2 separate regions of the Sus scrofa genome follow, and region 1 is linked to region 2. Evidence: chromatin contacts called from public Hi-C data. All regions are on one chromosome and are shown on one strand. Each heading gives the region's core, a stretch centred on a gene start, on an enhancer-like site or on the middle of the called end of the contact. The rest is flanking DNA. Distances are from core to core; before and after follow the strand shown. Region 1 holds the start of RASA3 (ras GTPase-activating protein 3). Region 2 has its middle 5.0 kb from the start of TMEM255B.

The links. A called contact is a pair of places that touch in the nucleus more often than the background predicts.
Region 1: a Hi-C map of heart right ventricle shows a contact between it and region 2, with 6 times the contacts expected there. The contact joins the promoter of RASA3 here to the enhancer-like site in region 2. A contact is called at or near these places in 3 of 47 Hi-C or Micro-C datasets (embryonic fibroblasts, heart right ventricle and omental adipose tissue) and 1 of 2 datasets of contacts at active chromatin or transcription factors (skeletal muscle).

Annotation. Positions count from the first base shown.
Region 1 is chr11:79,026,652-79,029,351 of Sscrofa11.1, reverse strand. RASA3 (ras GTPase-activating protein 3) reads left to right here and starts at 1,361. Exons shown (of 24, transcript XM_003131110.5): 1 at 1,361-1,568. The coding sequence starts at 1,514.
Region 2 is chr11:78,810,429-78,813,128 of Sscrofa11.1, reverse strand. No RefSeq gene overlaps it. Among named protein-coding and RNA genes, the nearest start is that of TMEM255B, 5.0 kb to the left of the region's middle. Within about 2 kb of position 1,363, at least 4 of the 83 cell types and tissues checked have an H3K27ac peak or open chromatin away from gene starts, as enhancers often do.

The sequences.
Region 1 (2,700 bases), core at 112-2,611, 220 kb before region 2:
GGCCCCAGATGCCTTACAGCGGTTCCCTTGGAAACAGACTCCAAAGAGGAAATCCATGTGCAGGACCTGGTTGGAAGTGTTTGGGAGGGAAAGTCTGTGAGAGAATGGGGGGAAGATGGGGACAGAGGAGCCACTTGGCAACAATGCAGCTGCTACTGGGGTTTCAGCTGGTCCTCTGAGAAGGTCAGGAACTGGGGTTACTTTTCAGTTACCCTGATGGAGGCCAAGTCTTGGCTAGGAGGAGGGTGGGCTCTGGGTGGCCACACAACTACAGGAGCCTGCTGGGGTCCTGAGGCAGCAACACTGGGGGCTTGACCCCAGCCTCTTCAGTAAACCATGAGTAAACACCTCCTCTGACAGTCCTGAGAAGGTTGCCTCAAGCAGCTGATTGAGGACCTGGAAGGAGGGTAAGAATGGTCAGTAATCTTTTTCAACAGGTACCTAAGCATTTTTTTTTTTTTTTTAAGGAAGTGAGGTAAAACAGTGAGAAAAACAGGCCTCTCTCTTTATTAAGCTTGTATTCTGGTGTGTGTGTGTGTAAGTCTGTGTGTGTGATGTTGGGCACTCCTAAGTCAGAGGAGAGATAAGTGGACAGGAAGTCAGGAGACAGAAAATAAGGGGAGGATGGTAGCATGGGGATCAGCAAGGGCAGACAGGAGTGCACGTGGCCTGAAAGACTCAGAGCCAGGTGGCGGGAGACCAGGGCACGGTAGAGGGACAGGAAGGCATCAGAAGGGAATGGACATCTGCGGAGCCTAATCAGCAACCTCAGTGGAACCCTTGTTCCTCCAGAGGCCAGGTCTCCAGCAGCTGGTCCGCAAGTGCGGACTTGCTCTGAGGGGGCCGAGCTGGGCCAGAGAATTCTTTTCCTTGATTCCTTTAGGTCTGAGTTTCTTAAAATCATGTGCACATCTCCCTATTCCCGCGTCCTCCCGCCAGATTCTGCCTCCCCTCGCCTAGCCCCCGCCACCTTCTTTGCAACCCTAGTCCTCCACGCCCCGCCCTCCCGGTCCCCGCCCCCCCTTCCGCCCGGCCCTCGCCACCGCCCCCCGCTCCCCGAGCCAGCGACAGCTGACCGGTCCCCTCCTGGCGCCCTCCCCACGCCCAGTACCCCCCAGCGCCCCTCGGCCCAGTTCCTCCAGCAACCCTTGTGGGATCCTCCCTGCTGGGTGAACCACCCCGGCGTGGTACCTTCCAACCCTTCTCTGATACCGACCACGCCCCCTTGCGGGGTTCGGCCAATGGGGATCTGGGGCTGGGATGTGGGCGGAGCCGTCTCGCTCCTGCCCCTTTGCGGACCTCAGGCACAAGGCAACTGGGCAGGGCCGTGGGCGGAGCCTCACCGCCCACGCTCGCGCTCTCGGCCAATGGTCGGGTGCGTGGGCGGAGCCAGGGGACAGAGGCGCGGCCGACCCGCGGTCGACGAGACGCGCGCAGAGCGCGGGGACTGCGCCGCCGCTCTGGCTCCTGCTGCTCGGCGGGGCTCGGCGCACGAATTCCGGGCCGACCCAGCATGGCGGTGGAGGAAGAGGGGCTCCGAGTCTTCCAGAGCGTGAAGATCAAGATCGGTGAGCTCCCGGGAGCCGGCAGAGGCGTCGTGGCCTTCCAGGGGGCTATCGGCGGGCGCTCTCAGACTCCCGACCCCTTCGCTGAGGGCCGCGGCCCTGGCGCCTCCCGGCGACGCGCGCTCCTCATTTGCGCTCCCCTCTCCACCTCCCAGGAGATCCCCAGCCTTGACCCCTCCCTACCTCCTCCAAGACCTCCGGCCGCTACCTCCTCCCCACCTTCGGGAGATGCCCGGCCAAGGCTTCCTCCCCACCTTCCCGGAGACCTCTGGCCTCAACTCTCTCCCCACCTTCGGGAGATGCCGGACCGAGTGCCCCTTCGCCATCTCCTGGGAGACCGCAGCCCCTTCCCCACCTTCCGCGGGACTGGCCGGGCCGAGCTCGGGGGACGCAGCTCCCCGCGGTGCCTCCGCGCCGCGAGCGGCCCCTAGTCCCCGCAGGTGGGGTCGCCTGCACCAGGGAGAGGTGCGGCTGGACCCGGGTCCCATCCCTGCTGGGAGTGTGTCTGCGTGTGCATGAGCGCGCGCACGCGTGTGGGGACTCTCCGGATGCGTACATTTCTAGTGCCCCAAACACCCACCTCGGGGTTCCGCACCTCCGCTCAGTGCAGCGCCCAGAAACTTGCTTTGCTGGGAACGTGTGAGCTCTTTCACATGTTGCCCCGGGGCGAGGGGCAGAGGCAGGCTGCTGACTGGTGCCTGGGTGTGCACACGACTGTGTAGGTGGATTGTGTGTGCATATGTGTGTTCCTGAGTGATTGTGTGTGTATGTCTGTGTGTGAATATGTGGAGCGCCCTGGCCCAGGGCTCCCTCAGGGCAGCGAGCCACAGGAGCCACCCCTCCCCCCTTCCATTGAGAACTGGCCGCGGAAGCTTTTGGCCACCCGGCCTGCCATTCAGGTCGTGTCCCTGGAGCAGCCTGCCTTTCTCACTGGACCCAAGAGCTGGGGGAGGGAAGTGCAGCTGGAAGGCTATGTCTGGACTTCCTGGGTTTATCTAGAGAGTGTCACCTTCTCCTGGTGGTCCTGTTTTATCTTGGAGATATAAGACTTTTTCACCCCAGAGCAAGATCAGCGCCTGGAGTGTCTGCTACACATTAATGCCACAAGTGTGTCCTCTCACGGATGAGGGGCCAG
Region 2 (2,700 bases), core at 114-2,613:
GGCCAGAGCCAGAAGAAGCAGGAAGCGGCCTCTCCCCAGACAGCTTGACCTTAGTGAGCCCGACTCTGGACTCTGGCCCCAGAGCTGTCCAAGAATAAATGTGGTGTTTGAACCAGAGGACAAGTGGCAGCTGTGGGCCACGGGCTCTAAACCAGAACTTCCTGCTGAGAACGGCTGTGGGCAGCTGCCTCTCCCCCAGCCCAGCATCACCAAAAAAGGCTGAAGGAAACTGGACCACATCACCCCAATGTGTGCCCCGTGACACAAAAGTGTCGTGAGCCGAAGGCGATTGCGGAGCAGAAAGCAGGACGTGTGCCCTCATTTACCAGAGGGAGGCTGCACCTGCCGGCCCCACGCCCTCACCTTCCTGCTGCCCCCCTTCCCCAGGGCCCCCCTTGGGAGTCACGTCTCTCTCAAGCCTGTTCTCCTTGGAGGTGCCACCCATGCTGCGTGGGTACATAATCTGACTTCTGCAGGGCAGGGGGCTGGGAGGCAAACAGAGGCGATTCCAGAAATCGTGGACCAAGGACCAATCGTGACCAACCGCGGTCAGGCGGCGCCCTACAAACTCAGCCTCGGCCGACTCCCGGGAGACCCCTTCCGCACTGAGCCTTACCCAGGGGGGTGTAGGAGCAAGTCCAGAAGTGAGCAGGGGTCATGGAGGAATTACGCTTCAATTCAGATCATTCGTCTGAATTGAAGCGTAATTTATAACGTTTCCTGACAGAGACAAGCCTGACCTGGTTGGTTGCTTAAAAACCAGGCCTGGCTCTGCCAACCACGGCACTCGGTGTGCGGTGTCTGAGTGCCCTGTCCACGCTCAGCCCTGCCAGCTGGGCCGCCTCACCCAGGCTCAGAGGCTCACCCGGCCCTGGGGGCAACCAGACAGACTTGGTCTGCGCGTGGTTCCAAAGGTTCGCTGGGAAAAACCTTAGGGAGGTGCGCTGCCAGAAATGGGAGCCTTTTCCGACGGACCGAGGGAATGTGTTAGTTCACAAAGAAATGTTGACGTTCCCAAAACATCGTAGATGCCAGCTGGGGCTAGGTGGGCTTCGGGACGCTCAAGGCTACGTGGCAGGGATCCTGAGCCCCACCGGCGTTCCCGGGCCCACCTTTTTATGACACGGCCCCCCTCCGGCTCGCCCCGGCCCAAATGAAACCAAGGCGCCAGGTGGCCCGTCCCATGCAGAGCAGAGCAGAGCAGAGCAGGGCTCCTCCAGAGCCTGGGAGCGCACTGCGGGATGGACCCACCCTAGAGGCCCCCCCCCGAGCCCCAGCAGCTCAGCCGCGGGTGTGGGCTGCTGGTTCTGAGGCCAACAGTACCGACCGCCCCTGAGCCCCGCACTGCTGAGGACGCTGGCATCCAGCCCGGCTCTGCAGGGAGTGAGAGTCTGGGATCGGGTATTTTTAAAACCTAATCTAATGCAGCTCTTACAAAAGCAATTAGGAGAAGATAAGTTAATCTGTCTTTGGCTGGTCTGAGGCCAGTCGGAGGGTCTGGACCCATTACAAGCACGTTAAGAGGGTAGTTGTGATCAATGCATGCTGACCTTCCTGCTCCGTGTAAAAGGTCTGAATTGTCCTGCGGCCCCTACCTCCACTGCCCTCACCTGAACCCAGGTTCCCCACTCCCCCCGGAAAGAGCCGCAGCCCCTCAGAGGCTGTCACCGGATTCACCCCTCAGACGGGGTGGGCAGGTGGAGGTGGGGACAAGGCTCACACTGGAGGTGCCCCCCACACACACCTTGCCCTGTGATCACCACTGCCCACATCTGCCTTATTTAATCCTCACAACAGTCTACCCATTTCACAGATGAGGAAACCGAAGCACCAAGCATTTTAAATAATTTTTCTGAGGTCAAGGAGCTGGTCAATGGCAGAAACAAGATATGGCCCAGGTCACTCCAATTTCAGGGCGTAATTACATCTTCCAAATAGGAAGGCATGTATTTCCCTGACTACAGCGAATTAGGTTCATCTTTCCTTCACGCAGTCAGCAAATACCGATTGATTCCTCTATGGGCAAGATGCTAGGAGAGTCGAAAAGATGAGTCATACAGACTTCGCTTTTAAGAACTTTAAAAGTGAGAAGTAGGAGAACTAAAACACACTATTACGTCATAACGCAGAAGGTGACAGTAGCACTTGGAGAGCAGCTGCTGCCCTAGAGAAGGAACAGGGACCCCCAACATCAGAGCAGCACACGGGAACCCCCTGGGGCCCAAGACCCTCAAACCAGAGCCTCTGGAGGAGGGACCAGCATCCGAGGTTGCAGAGCTGGGAGCCTCGGAGGATGCTGAGGGGGAGGGAGGGGCGAAGAGGGAAGAAAAGAGGAGAGGAGGCCGCAGGGTTCCAGCGGGGGAGGGGGGGCTTCGGGCCTGCGAGGGCGCGGAGTGTGCCCGTCCCAGAGGCCTGGCTGCAAGGCTGGCTGTGGGGCAGGCGAGAAGTCACCGAGAAGTCCGAAGACTCCAGACGGTGGGGTCGCCCGGCGTCCTCCTTATGCCTGGGGAGGACTCTGCCCAGCAGGAGGGCCGGTGACCCCCAACTGTCCCTGGAGGCCTGTCCAGCGGGGAGGAGCTGATGGGAGGGCTGGCTTGGCCGCAGACGAGGGAAAAGCAGCTAACTTTCCCCAGGGCCTGCACCCCCTCATGGGCCCCGCACGCACCTGGTCAGCCACCCCCCCCGCCGTCTGGGCAGCGC